Linked DNA regions of Mus musculus: region 2 is linked to region 1. A link is a contact called in public HiChIP or PLAC-seq data. All regions are on one chromosome and are shown on one strand. The core of a region is the stretch at or near the end of the contact, and the rest is flanking DNA. Distances in the headings are between cores, read along the strand shown. Region 1 holds the start of Igsf21 (immunoglobulin superfamily, member 21). Region 2 has its middle 81 kb from the start of Gm13021.

Region 1 (7,051 bases), core at 1,762-4,261:
CCAGAGCGTAACCAGCCAAGTCTAAAGAGTCTCATCACTCCCTCTACCTCCTCAGCCTGGCTCTTTTAGGGTCACTGCGCAAGTTCAAGTATGCAGCTTCCCATTGCCCAGTTCAGAGTGCTTCAGGGAGTCCCTAGGCGATGTTGGAGACCAGAGAAACGGGCCTTCTTTGAAGAGCCTAGTGGTAGGGAGTGGGGTATGGGAGTGTTGCAAAAGGTACACAGCTCTTTGGCTCTGCCACTCGACTCCTCGTGCCCCTCCCGCAGCAGTGACTGTGTCCCTCTCGGGAAAGGCCGGTGAGTCTCTGGGTGCGATGCCTGAATCCACCATCTCTTCCTGGGCATACCCCTGGCTACGCCAGGTGCACAAATCGTGGGCATCACCACCGCCTGCTAAAAGGGCGCCCTCCTCTGGCCCAGCCCGCCGCTCACGCTCGCGAGGACTCTCCCTTTGCTCCCACCTGGCAAGGTGGCACCTAGCCTGGAAAGGGAAACTGGATCCCACCCAGAGGATTTCACACCCCTATAGAGAAGAAGAGCCTTGGAGCCTCGGGGGTCCCTGAGCCCAGCACAAGTTTCGAGTCCGAGATCTGGGCCTGCAGAGCTGAAAGGAGGCGTGTACCCCCACCCACGTGCCCTGGTTCCACGCGTTCACCCTGGCGCCCGGAGCAAGCCCTTCCCGCAGCCTGCAGAAGCTAGCGAGCCGAGTCAAAGCTCCAGGGCGCCGGAATAGCTCTCCGCAGCCAAGCCGCTCAGGCGCCAGCTCGCAGGGTGGGGTCCTGACGCAGTCGGGGTTTCCCACCCGGTTCTTCCCCTCCCCTCCCCCTCTTCGTTACACCGTGTGCATCCCAGGTTGAGAAGAAGGGGAGCTTCCCGTTCGGGCCCCAACCCCCAATCCTGCTCCCTGCAGCGTCCAGGTGAGGGCTCCCGTGCCTTTCTACAACGTCTAGCGTCTTCTCGGTGGCGCTGGAACCCGGAGCCTCCCACTTGGAATCCTTCCCTCTAGAGACATCCATCTCAAAGGGGGAGCTCTTGTCCCCAAAGTTACAGAGAGATTTAATATACTTCAGAAAGTATTGGCACCCAGAGAGGGTAGGAGGGACAAAGTACCTGCCTGACATTCCTTTGGGTCTCCACCAGCTCCTCCCCCACTGCCTACAGGACCACCTCCCAAGGCTCAAATTCTCCCATCAGCGGACCAAGCTCTCTCTTCAAAGACTCAGGCGGTCGGAGGGTGTAGGTTATTTTAGAGGCACGCCCCTTGGAGGACAATTTCAGAGCTCATATAGGTTTTTCTCAGTTTGCGGGACAAGAATTGACCCTCCACCGCGGCCTAAATGGGACAGAGGCCAAGGCTCCATCCGAGACAATGCCTACTTTTTCCACTCTCCCACCTCCCAGGGTGGCCACGCTCTGATTTCAACACCGGTGGTTGGTTGTGACTTGACCTGGAGAAGGAGCTTCCCCCACCCCCTACCCCCACCCCCGCCCCCACCCTCTGGAATCCCCCACCTATGACTCTGTTGGCCCTGCCTCCGCCCTGCTGGGCTGGCATCTGCTCCCTGTTCCCTGCCCGGAAGGCACTGGGGCGTCAAGTTCGACTTCCATATCATTTAAGACCCACCAGAGGGCGGCGCTGGGCAGGGTGCCCCTCCTCCCAGGTAGCCCTAACCATACACTCTAGAACTGCTCCGCACTGCTGGCTCTGGGCAAGCCTTTGAGCTCCAGTTTCCTTCCATCTGGTTCAGCCTAGGCCATGACCAAGCCCATGCGGGACACACACACACACTCACACACAGATGCGAGCCATACTGTTGAAACTCCTCCAGCCCCAGATGTGCTCACAGTTCCCTGCCCAAGTTCCCTCGATCTGCACCTGCTCCCAAACCCAGAGCTTCTAGGACCTCAAGTCCTGTACTTCCACGTGTAGCTGGGTACACTCCTGTCCAGCTCTAACAGAAATACAGTCACCGGCTGTCACACAGCCCTCTAGAGACCAGGCAGCACACCGGGGATCGGCGTGAACCGCCACACCTCAAACACCCTTTCCTTAACAGGCTCCCACATGCCGCGACGCTCACACACTTACCCTCCTGAAGGAGTTCACACCCCCAAACACTCAGACTTTCTCTCTCACCTCTCCATGCAACTGATCTAGACTCTCTGTTACCTCTCTCACACACACACCATCACACAGCCACATCTAAATGTACTCCCGTGCCCTCTCCAAACATAGCTGATTCTCGGACACTCACAGACCCAACAAAGACACACACACACACACACACACACACACACACACACACACACACACACACACACACACCACTGGCACAGACCCACGAGAGCTTTCTCCAAAAGATCTATCCTCTCTTCGCTGCACGGAAGCCCTCCTGGACTGTGCCTACAGCCCGAGACTCCCAGAGCCATCCGGGCCCGCGCCCTTCTCGGTCTTTGCGCGCATCCCCCGGCCCCGGGCTTCCGCGGGCGCCCGCACACTCACCGCGTGCCAGGTCCAGAATCGCGGCGAGCAGCAGGCAGGAAGCGCGGCGGAGGCTTGGAGCAGCTTGCATGGTGTCCAGAAGCTGGCGGCGCTGGCCGAGGCGGCGGCGGCGGCAGCGATCGCAGTGGCGGCGGTGGGTCCCCTCGCCATGGGCTCAGAAGCGCTTGTGACCCGGGCCGCCGGCCGTGGCGGTGACGAGAGGCGAGGAGAGCCGAGGGGAGGTCCCCATGCTACTGTAGCCCGGCCGCCAGGCTACCCGGGGCTGCTCTGGGCTGTACCGGGATGCTCCGGGCTGCACCACCAGGCTACTCTGGGCTGTAATAGGATGCTCCGGGCTGCACCAGACGCACTGGCTGCTCCGGGCTGCACCGGACCTGGCTGGGGCGCGCAGCTGCTCCCGGCTGGTTGGCTGCGATAGGCGGCCACGGCGGCCGGAGTCGGATCCGTGGCGGCAGTGGCGGAGTTTGGAGCCGAAGCTCTGCCCGCGCCGCCGCGCTCTGCCCCGCGCTCGCTCTTCTCGCGCCCCCTCCTCTCCCTCCTTTCCTGCCGCCCCGCCCCCGCCCCCCCCCACCCCCCGCGCTGCGCTCGCTGCCGTATTCTACAGACTTTTCTTTAATCCGTTCTGGGCTGTTCGGCTCTCGTCCGCTAAGCCGATTTATTGCAGAGAGGAGAACTCGCCCCCCTCCCTCTCGGCTTCTACCCTCTGCTCCCCCCACCCCCATCTCATCACAACTGCTTGCTTGTGAGCTGCATCCTCCCATACACACACACCAAGCTTCGCTCCACCCGAATCGCCCTCCCCACCCCTCCACCTGGACGTGTCCCTGGACGCCCCTTTCCTCCGCTTGGTGGATGCAAGCACCCTTCCTCCTTCCAGGAGAGAGAGATGCTTTCCCCGGAGGGATGTAGGTCCTCAGGGCTTGCTTTGACACCTATGAACGTCGTCCTTAGGGGCTTCAGAGCTTCAGTGTTCCACAAATAAGGGCTACCCTCCAGCCCGCGCCCCGCGCAGAACAGCTGCATTGTATGTGCAGGCTGGACCGGGCAAGGGAGGCATCGACTTTTTCTTCTGAGACCAAGATGTCACCTTAAAAAAAAAATCAGGGCTGACACCCCAGCTCCTCCACCTGAGAACCGGGGTGGGGTTGAAACTTGTGTCAGATCGTCGCTTTGATCGCTCACGCACTATTGAGCCTGGGCTGTGGGGTCTCCCACGTGAGGAAGAGGCAGGTGCTCCTAGCTCTTAGGGTGGTGGTGGGGGTGGTGGAACCAGGAGTTAGATCGTCAAGTTCCAGAATGAACAGCAGAACCAGAGAGTGACTCTGAGCCCCCAAACCAGGACCCAGGTCTCCTTATGCTGCATTCTCCAGGGAAGTCCCAGCTCCCCTATCTTTACTAAGCTGCTGCATCCTTGTTGCTCAGTTTACTTAGCCGGGCAATGGGTACACTGGCAGCCCCACTGGCTGCAGGCCTTGGGAGAGGGGTGGGCAGTGAGTAATGGCCTGGCAGGTGCTACTAGGAAAGACTTGTGCCAGGATGCCCCACGGAGTGACCCACTCTCCTCCTTACCCTCTGCAGCCTTGTCAGCACATGGCCTTTCAAGGCAGCTAGCTAGCTAGCTGCAGTTCAGGGTCGCTCAGCCTCCCTGCTCCAGGGAAGGAGCGATTTGCATTTATTTAGATCTGAGCGAATACGTTCACCTGACAGGCTTTAGAAGGATCCTCTTAGTAAAATAATAATAATGATCGTAATAAACCCTTATAAATAGGTGTTTGATTACAGTTTGTCCCTCCGTGGGTATTTTTTTTTTGAATCAGACTAATTGGTTGCTAGACTGATTGGGCTGGATCTGGCTTGAACACTGGAGTCTTGGGCCTTTATCCTTTCCCTGGCTGTTCTCCACTCCCCCTTGCTACGCCTCCAAGTCTCATCTTCCCCAAGCTACTGAGGGGTGAGCTTGAGGGCATCTCCCCTCCCCTCCAAAAAAAGCTTCCCCCCCACCCACCCCCCGCTAAGCAAGCCAAGGGAAGAGCACAACCCTTGCCTGTCTGATCCTGCCAGTCTCTCCCTCCCACCTCTCTGCTTCTGGCTTAGGAAAAAGCTATCCAGGATTCTAAGCCCTCGGTGTGAGAGGTTCCCTGGCTGAGGAGCTCCAAGCCCAGATGCCCCCCCGCCCCCCCTCCCGGGCTGGGCTAGGCTTACAGGAAATGCATGCATTGCTGTGTGGCCTTCCATGCTCTTGGAGTCTAGGTGCAACAGGATGGAGCCAGGTGAAGGAGGACAGGCAAGAGTTCTTCAGAAGGCCAAGTGGGCGTGGCTTCCCGGCCGCACCCACCTACCACTGTCCTTGGGGGAGGAGCTGAAAGGAGCAGGTCATTGGTGAAACTACCCATCAGTCCCAAGCTTAACCAGCTGGGAAAGAGGGCCAAGGTATTGTCTCCACGGAGTCCTCTAAGAATGGCGTCAGTGGAGAGGGTGGAAAGGAGAAAAGAAGTTTGAAACCAGGGAAGTCTGGTTTCACGGCTGAGTATCTTGGGCCTGGAGTTTTTTATACCTTAATGGACCCACCTTTATTCCCAAATCATCTTCACTATCCACCCTGTCCTTGAACATTACCCTGTGGAGAAAGTACTGTTCACCCTGGCCCGTGGCACATAGTAGGTCTTCACTGAGTATTGGATGGATGGAAAAATGAATGTAAGGCTGAATGAGGTTGGATAACTGGTTGGTTTGTTCCTTAGCTCTGAGCTCAAGCTGGTACTCGGTGGGTGCTCAGAGGCAAGCTGTAGCCACGAACCTTCTCAGAGATCCAGGATTGTGACGCTACTCCGCCCTGGTGCAGAGTTGGTTTCCCTTGGAAGGGCCAGGCTGCCAAAGCACGCCTATTACCATATGGTAATGATAATAGCAACAGCCCGCCTCCCAGCTCGGCCAAAAGCCCCGCCCCTTCGGCTCCATAAACCACAGCACTGGAGTCCTTTCTTCTGCTGCATAGAAAGGTGACTCGGAAGCACAGTCAGTTAACAGGGGGCTCTGGGAAACTAAGGCAAAGGAGAAGTCACCCAGGGCAGCCACAAGCTTTTCATTTAGTTTATGTCTACTGCTGCCCGCCAGAGGCGGTGCTTGCAGTTTGCTCTCCTGGCACTCAGACTCTCGAGTCACAGTGAACCACGCCTCTCTCTTGGGCTCAGGTCCAGTAGGAACCGTGAGCCTCTAGGCAGCCAAGGTGCAGCTATCTGCCTGCCCGCCCGCAAGAGTGAGCAGGTCCTAATCCTCTGTCCTTGGTGCTGACACGGGCTCTCCCGACAGAGGGTGCTAACACAAAAGCAACCTTCTCCGCCTTGCTCCAGGGATGGACACCCGGAGGTCACGATGGAGTTTTAAGTTCTCTTCTCCAGGGACAGGGTACCACTGGCTCTCACAGCCTTGTTTCCAGAGGGTGGGCTTTGTAGGTTTGGGGAGAGCTACTTGGTGGAGTAGAGAATATGAGGACCTGCCTCTGTGCGCTGGGTGCTGTCAGAGACTTCAGCTTGTGAAACAGTAGCAGATCAGTGTGTGCGGCATGACTCCTATTTTAAAGATGAGATGGATGAGAAACAGAGAGGTAAGCAGCAACTTTTCCAGGGGAACAGCTAGTGATGGACTCAGGTTTGAATGCAGGATCCACTTCAAGGCTAGAGCTTTTGCATGCTTTCCTTGGCCACCTGCAATAACCCCACAGGGATCCACATGCATACATACACAGGGGCTCGTGTGTGAGTACACACACATGCCAGATGGACAACTTTCATGAGTCCATTGTGTCCATTTATTGGCTCCCATCTAATCATCACGGAAGTCCTCCATGGCAACTTTGTGTACACATGACTTACAGATAAGGAAACTAAGTTGCAGAGATGCCAGGTGAATCGTGAAGATAGGGTAAGGCAGAAGATTCTGAACATAGGGACCAGGTACGGGCATAGGGACCAGGTACAGGCTTCTCTCTCTCTCTCTCTCTCTCTCTCTCTCTCTCTCTCTCTCTCTCTTGCTTCTCTTTATGCTGGCAATCAACACCACCGGCATACATCCCACGCAGGACCCGTTTATCTAAATTAAACACAACCAGAAATGATGGCAATACCCAAACCGATTGCGAGCCAGCCACTTGGAATTAAGCCTTACATCTCCTCCTTAACAGACTTGGCCCACCTACATTGTCAAGATTCCACATATTCCCCTAGAAAAGGACGCCACGGGCTGAGGTGGTAATCTCCTCACAGGACACGCACAGGGGTGCTAGGTATCATTCACCCAGATGAGGGAGTTGGAGGCCAGGGTTCCCCACACTGGGTCTCACACAGAGACCATTTGTGAGCTTGTAATGAAAATTCCTCAAAAGAGGGTTTCATGGCTAAGTCTACTTGGAGAATGCCAGTAGTTTCCTCTCAGCTCACAGGAGCACAGTAGCTTTGTTGGATGGGAATCTGCCTTTGCTTATCACCCCTCTTCTTATCAATTCTTATTAACATCTATGTCCCCAGGTGTCTGTGACAATAGCGGACAGGTG
Region 2 (7,051 bases), core at 3,228-5,727, 260 kb after region 1:
TGCAAGCAGTCGAAGAAGAGTGAATCTTCCTTCTTCCAGTGTCCTTATATAGGTCTCCAGCAGAAGGTGTGGCCCAGATTAAAGGTGCCTAGATCTGGGACTTGCTCTGTCCCAGGCTGACTTTGAACTCACAGATCTCCTTACCTCAGTCTCCTGGGATTACAGGCATGTACTACCTTCCTGGGCCTAAGATTTTCGTGGCCACTATGCCTCAAGGTCTCCATGCCAAGATCCAGGTCGGAAACTTATGTCTTCCAGCGTCAAGATCTGGATCACAGGTGAGCCCTCCAATTCTAGATTGTAGTTCATTCCAGATATAGTCAAGGTGACAACCAGAAATAGCCATTAACAATGAGTCTCTGCATCCCAGTTAGGGACACTGAGTCCCACATACCTTAACTGACCAACTCAAGGTCACAGGGAATGGAGCCAGAGTTTAAGGCCAAGGCTGGTTTACTCCAAGCCTATGTCTTTAACCACTGAGCCACCTCAGTGTCTGAGCCTGGTTCCAGCCCTGACATTCTAGGTCTCCGGAGGCCCCACGGGCATCGGGAACCTGCTTCCTCACTATCTGGAAGTTTCTGCTGATGCTGCGGGAAGTCTCACGCACAAAGATGAAAGCCCCTTTGTTGGGAGAGGCAGCTCTGCTGACAAAGAACATGGTTCCTTTTGAGTGAGTCATCCCAGAGGAGAACGGACAGGATGCAGGGAAGAGCCCCACCCCCACCCACAAGCCTGCAGATGGGAATCCACAGGCTCATCTATAGGAACAGACCCAAGGCCAAAGAAGCACAAAGCCACCAGGCTTCTCAGGCGGCTTGATGGCATCTCATGGGTACACTGAGGTTCAGAGAGGGACAGAGACTTGGCCAGGTCTCAGCCAAGTGGAAACTTTGGAGCTTTCAGAAAGAGGGCCTCTGCCCCCCACCTGGGGCCACAAGAGTGATTCTTCAATGCAGGGAGGCTTCCCAGACACCTCCAGAAACATCAGCAGGGACAACTGCCACCAACCAAAACTCACCTCTGCCTGTGACACCCCGGGTGATCTTGAACACAGCCCGTGACCTCACTCAGTCCACCAAGAAAGAACATGGACTTGATTAGAGCTGTTTAAAGTATGTTTCTGAAATTCTCGGATTTCTCACTGTCACCCTAGAGGCACCTTGGAGGAGAAGGGACAGGAAGCGGCTCTCCGGCTCTAGCTGCCACAAAACTAGCCCTGCTTTGATCTGAGCGACATGCCCAGAGCCCGTGTCAGATGACATTCCAACAAAGGCTCTGGCTGCTTTTAAAGAGTCTACACCAAGAGGACGGGGCATCTTCTGGGATCTGGGGGTGAGGGAGGGGTTGGGGAGACAAGATTCAGGGAGCTTCTAGCTACAGGTGGGGAAGGGCAGGGTCAGGACCCAGCTGGAGCACAGACCTGCCTGGCACAGTGCCCGTCCCCAGCCACTCCCCGACACTCACTAACCATCGTTCAGTCTTCCTCTCCCAGGTTTCCCTCTCTGGAAAACTCCTTATTTGGTCCTCAAGGAGAAACACTGGCTGGAGGGCATCAAGAAACAGGAGCTGGGATGCAGAACCTGGAGGACCTTAAAGCTGGGACAGAAGTGAGGGACAATGCCCCCAGCCCCCAAGCCCCATTTGTGATCATTTCATTTGAAACAACCAGAAACACAGGAACACCTCCAGACCACAGCATGAGAGAGTGGGATCCAAGGTGCTGACTCTCCTTCAAAAAGAAGCCCACCAGACTGTGGGTCAGTGGTGCGGTACCTGTTCAGCATGTGGGAAGCCCTAGGTTCAACCCCCAGCTGCTTCCCAAAGAAAAATAAATAAATAAGAAAGAACAAAAAGAATTAACCTCCTTCTGTGATGAGGCGGGGGGGGGGAGTGATGAGGCGAGGGGGGGGTGCAGGAGAACCTGGAGGAGAAGCTGTTTCTCAGTAGAGGACATCGGTAGAGGACAATCACTTGGCACTGTGAAGACACCACCAAGCAGAGAGGTGGTCTCGTATCCCGAGCCCTGCAGGATGACACCTTAAATAACATTCAATGGAGCCCTAGGTCTCCTGAGCCCTAGGGTGGGAGGTGTTCACTGCTGACTGAAGGTCCCAGCTCCATCAGCAAATGCTCTGCCTTCCTCCCCTGCAGGCCAGGAAGCTATGCCGCCACCTCACCCATGAAAGGCATCCCACCCACACACAGCATGGCTTTATGATGCTGTGGCCCATGAGTTGAGGATGGGGCTAGGTGGGGGCTCTGCAGCCACAGCCCTAATCAAGTGCTACCTCTAACTTTGCTAGCTGTTCGCTCCTGGGTAGCACGCTTGGGTTTGCTGAGCTGCAGTTCTAGCTCCTTAAAACAGGCACAGTGACAGGACAGTGCCTGCTGGGCTAGAGTTGTTGGGAAGGGTGTGGCCCCGTCCTGAGCCCTCAACCATGAGCTCACAGTTATTGTTGTGTCTGTAATTGTTACTCCCTTTTCACGGGTGAAGGAAACCGTTCCGAATCCACAGAGGCAGATCCTGTGTGTCTAGAGCAGTGGCGGAGACACAGGCTGAGACTCCAGGGACGCATGCATGCACGTTCCCTAGGGCTCCAACAGCATCAGAGTAGGGACAACCAGGAAGCCACCAAACCAACTGGGCTAAGACGTGAAGTCAGCTCTCACCGAATCCACATTATCACCCACATTATCACCCATGTTATCATCACCCACATTATCACAAGTGAATAAAGAGCCTCTGACTTTTCGAGCCTGGCTCAAGGTTTGATGGATCTCGATGTAAACAAGCGTGGAACTAAATCCCAAGGAGGCTGACTGCCTGCTCAGTGGGCACATAGGTGAGGTCTGCTTGTGCAGGCATTTATTCCCTGTATAGGGCGGTGTGTGCACAGAAGTGTATGTACCATGCGTTGGATGGATGGGTGGGCAGATGGATCAATGGGTACATAGACGGATACGTTCATGCATAGACGGATGCATGAGTGTGTGAATGGACGAGTGGGTAGATCGATGGGTAAGTTCGCAGATGGGAGAATGGATAGATACGCTGATGGAGGGGTACATTGATCTGTCAGTCAATTTGTCAATCAATGAATATGTGGGTGGGTGAGTGGATGGATGGGTAAATGGATCAATCTACGAATTGGTCAATGGATCCTTGGGTAGATAAGGAATGAATGGATGAGTGGGTGGGTGGATGGAGGAATAGATGGCTGGATTGATTGATGGATTTATGGATGTATGCATGTGTGGGTGAATGGATGGATGAATGTGTGGTTAGATAGGTGGGTGGGCGAATGGGGGAATGGATGGATGAAGGGATTGTAGATGGATGGGTAAAAGGATGGATGAAGGGATTGTAGATGGATGGATGGATGGATGGATGGATGAAGAGATTGCAGATGGATGGATGGGTGGATGAATGGGTGGAAAGACGGATGAAGGAATTGTAGATGGATGGATGCATGCATGCATGCATGAATTGCAGATGGATGGCTAGGAAGTGGAGGGGTGAAGGATAGGCAAAGCTAACTATCTCTGTCTCATGTACAAACCAGAGATAAGGAGGCCATCCCTGACACTGCCTCACTGACCAGACACACACTCCCTTAACGAGAGCCTCCGCCTTCTTCCCTGTTGGAGGCCATCTTCACTGGCTTGCAGAACTGCCCAGCCCCTAATTGGCCTCCTAACTTCCAACCCCAATTCCCTGACTAAAACAACAACAACAACAACAACAGCAGCAACAACAAATCTAACTTACAGAAACCAAGTTCACCCTCCAAATTGAGAGCATCCTGCCTCAGGGCTGGATCATTTGCAGGTATGGAGATCTCCATAGCTTACAGAATTAACAAGGGGACAGACACCAGAACATGGGTTCCATCTGACAGCCTGGGGCACAGGTCCATGGCCCGTCATTGTCCATACCCCCTTCCCTGCCGTCTGCAGCAGGCTCAGGCTCAGTGTGGGGTGTGCAGGCAATTACCCCCGGTCACACTCTGACACCTGTAATCCCTCCTCACCCCGGGACACAGGGAACCCAAGTCCAGCAGCTCTGCCTCATTAAGCAGCCAACACAGGGCCCTGGGAAATGTCTTAATTAGGTGGCCATAGTAGCTGCTGTAAACTAATTTGATAAAGATAACAAAACTCGGCGAGCAGAGCGGCTTGTGTGTACAGGAACAGCTGCCCTGAGACGGGAGCTCAGGGAGATAGATCCGGGAGGAGACTGAGATTGCAAGCTGTACCTTCGGGTGCAGCAAGCTCCGGTTAGCGGCATTTCCTGGTGAGGCAGAAGGACCTACAGACCTCTTATAAGCTTTGGCCGTGTGTCAAGGGAGTCTGGTTAGCAGGCTGCTAAGATCCTCAGTTTCAAAAGCTGTGAAACGGGTTGTCAGCTGACACCCTGCTTCCTAGCACTGGTTTAATGCATAGAGCGGAGCGTGGGGTACCCTTCCCTCCCAGCAAGAAGCAGCAGGCTTTGGAGGGGGAGGATACTGCAGATCAGATTGACATCCTCACACAAGCTCTGCATCCCAGCTCTCTTGTCTCTTTTTTCCTCTCTCTCTCTCTCTCTCTCTCTCTCTCTCTCTCTCTCTCTCTCTCTCTCTCTCTCTCTGTGTGTGTGTGTGTGTGCGCGTGTGTGTGTGTGTGTGTGTGTGTCCATCTGTCTGTCCATCCGTCAGTCTGTCCATGAAGGATCCCAGCCTCGGCCATGCTTCCCTAGACAAGAACTAGCATGTGGTAGATGACAGTGTGAGGCTGAACACCCCATCCCCACGCCGTAAACCCGAGAGAGGCACCGAGTGTCTAATTAGTAAAATATTCGATAATTGGTGTAATCTGGGCCTGCTCCCTTTCTGACAGCCCCTGCCACCGTGTCCCATTTCAAGCTTGAGTTGCCGTTCGCATCACGCTGATAATTGTAATACTGAGAGGGAAAAAATCAAATCGGAGTCGTCGGAAGCTCCCATTAAATTGATTTAGGACACAATAAGTTAATGGGATTCCCGTCCCTACTCCTCCTCCCCCCCCCCCGCCCCACCAGTGCCTCACAGACTGGCCACATGGAGAGGACATCAGTGGCTTCTGAGCCCTGGGCCCCTCCCCTTGGCCTCTGATCTGCTCCAGCCTGCTCCAGCCTGTGCTCAAGGGCCCTGGAAGCCAACATGAGAGGTTCCTCCCCTTGTCCCCTGAGAACCTCACCTTAGAGACAGAATCTCAGGTCTGTCTGATGTCTGGGAGGCTAGACATGAGCTGGCAGGAAGCCGATCCCAGCAGCCCAACTCCAACCAACCAGAGGACACATCAAGATGTCTGGCTCAGGGAAACTGGAAAAGCCAGAGGGAGAACTGGCCCAGAGTTCTCCCCAGGCTGAACAGAGCCCCTGAGCACCTGTACTGCAGCCTGAGAGAGACAGGTCAGCTCAAAGGGTGGATAGGGCGCACCCGCTTCATTTTACACAGGCTCAGTTTGGGCCTTTTTGAACCACATACAAGGGAAACATGCAAATAGATGCAAATGAGACCCTGATTTATGCAAAACAGCCTATAAATGCATGTCCCTGAATTTGCCAAAGGAAAAAAGCCTTGTCACCTAATTTAGCAGAAATAACAGGGGTAGAAGACTGTCTATCCCTGTGTGGGGCTCAGGCCAAGAAAAACTTATAACACCTTCTGGAATGGAGCTGAAGGACCCGTGGACTTGAACTTAGAACCTGCACAGCCTTAGCCTTGTCAAGAAAGACCTGCTTCATGGTGGTGCCTGGTCCCCTTGCAGCTGACCTTAGGGTCTCCCTTCTCACCAGACAGGGCTCTTTAATTAATTGTATACATTTTATTTTATGTGTATGAATGTCATCGTGTACATGCCAGGTACCTGCAGAGGCCAGAAGAAGGAGTCAGATCACAGAGAACTGGAGTCACTGACAGTAGTGCTGGGTGCTGGGAATCAAACCCTGGTCCTTTGGAATAACAGCCAGTGCTCTTAACCCCTGAGACATCTGTGCAGCCTCCCAGACAGAGTTGTTTAACAGAAGTCTTCTGGGCCCCAGACTCTGTCCATGTTTCTGGCCCCACCCACAGGTGAGCCACCCTGACAGTCTTCACGGCTTACAACCATGATCCCCAGGCCGTGTGTTGCCTTGCGTCAGGCCTAGCTGAGCACTTCCAAGCGAGCACAGAGCTTTTACATAGGGAAAGACTGAAGCCAGTTGGGACAGCGCAGCAGGAGAGAAGCCGCAACCCCACGAGGACAAGGCTCCTGGAAACCTCTCCTTTCTAAGCTGCTTGAAAGCAGGCTCAGCTCCCAGAAAGCAAGGGCCTGCCTCTACTTCCCCTGAAAGTGTAAGAATATGCCACTGAACTCGGCTTTTCCCATATGGGCTCTGGGATTCGAACTCCGGTCCTCCGGCTTGCAAGGCAAGCACTTTCCCCAGGGAGCTATCTGCCCCATCCCCATTTTAAGTTACACCAAGAGGAGAATCTAGGAGCATGGATACACCCCTGGCTCCTACTTGTCACAAATTAAGTTCATTCATTATAAGACTGCCACTAGCCCCATGGAACAGAGAGCCCAGCTAGGGCTCTACAGCTGTGCTGAGCCTCCTGTGTGCATGTGTCCTCACAGGGATCTTCTCCCAGCAAACAGAAACGGTGGAGCTGAGAAATGGGCTTTGTTTTATGACCAAAAAAAAAAAAAAAATAGTCGAGGTATCAGTAATGAGGAAAGATGCGTCAAACCTGAAATTCTGGGGTCCTCCTCTGTGCCCTGACCCTAGACAAGAGGGTCACTCTCTGACCTGGGTTTCCTCCATGAAGCAGGGTGGTGTTGGTGCCTCTCTCTGGGGACAAAAAATGGTGAACCGAATGGGCCTACGTTGGACTGATTCGAATTTACCCAGCCTCAGAGGCTTACAAAATCATACGGCCAAGGGAGACAGAACCAAAACTAAAGCCAGATCTCCAGATGGAAGGCCCAGTGCCTACTCCACACCAAGGTCATCCTTGGGAACGCCCACAGGGCTCTTGGGAACGCCCAC

What was found. HiChIP or PLAC-seq counts read pairs in DNA pulled down with a chosen protein or histone mark.
Region 2: an H3K4me3 HiChIP or PLAC-seq map of embryonic forebrain shows a contact between it and region 1, with 6 times the contacts expected there. The contact joins the enhancer-like site here to the promoter of Igsf21 in region 1. A contact is called at or near these places in 5 of 39 promoter capture datasets (embryonic stem cells, hippocampal neurons and liver), 2 of 15 datasets of contacts at CTCF or cohesin (the NIH/3T3 cell line and hippocampal excitatory neurons), 10 of 484 Hi-C or Micro-C datasets (bone marrow-derived macrophages, brain, cerebellum and 5 more), 20 of 115 datasets of contacts at active chromatin or transcription factors (CD8 T cells, astrocytes, differentiating embryonic stem cells and 11 more) and 1 of 9 other capture datasets (embryonic stem cells).

What each region holds. Positions count from the first base shown.
Region 1 is chr4:140,243,800-140,250,850 of GRCm38.p6, forward strand. Igsf21 (immunoglobulin superfamily, member 21) reads right to left here and starts at 3,012. Exons shown (of 10, transcript NM_198610.2): 1 at 2,503-3,012. The coding sequence starts at 2,572.
Region 2 is chr4:140,500,289-140,507,339 of GRCm38.p6, forward strand. No RefSeq gene overlaps it. Among named protein-coding and RNA genes, the nearest start is that of Gm13021, 81 kb to the left of the region's middle. Within about 2 kb of position 4,478, at least 15 of the 459 cell types and tissues checked have an H3K27ac peak or open chromatin away from gene starts, as enhancers often do. A contact at or near this core is called in cortical neurons and embryonic forebrain, where this site is marked.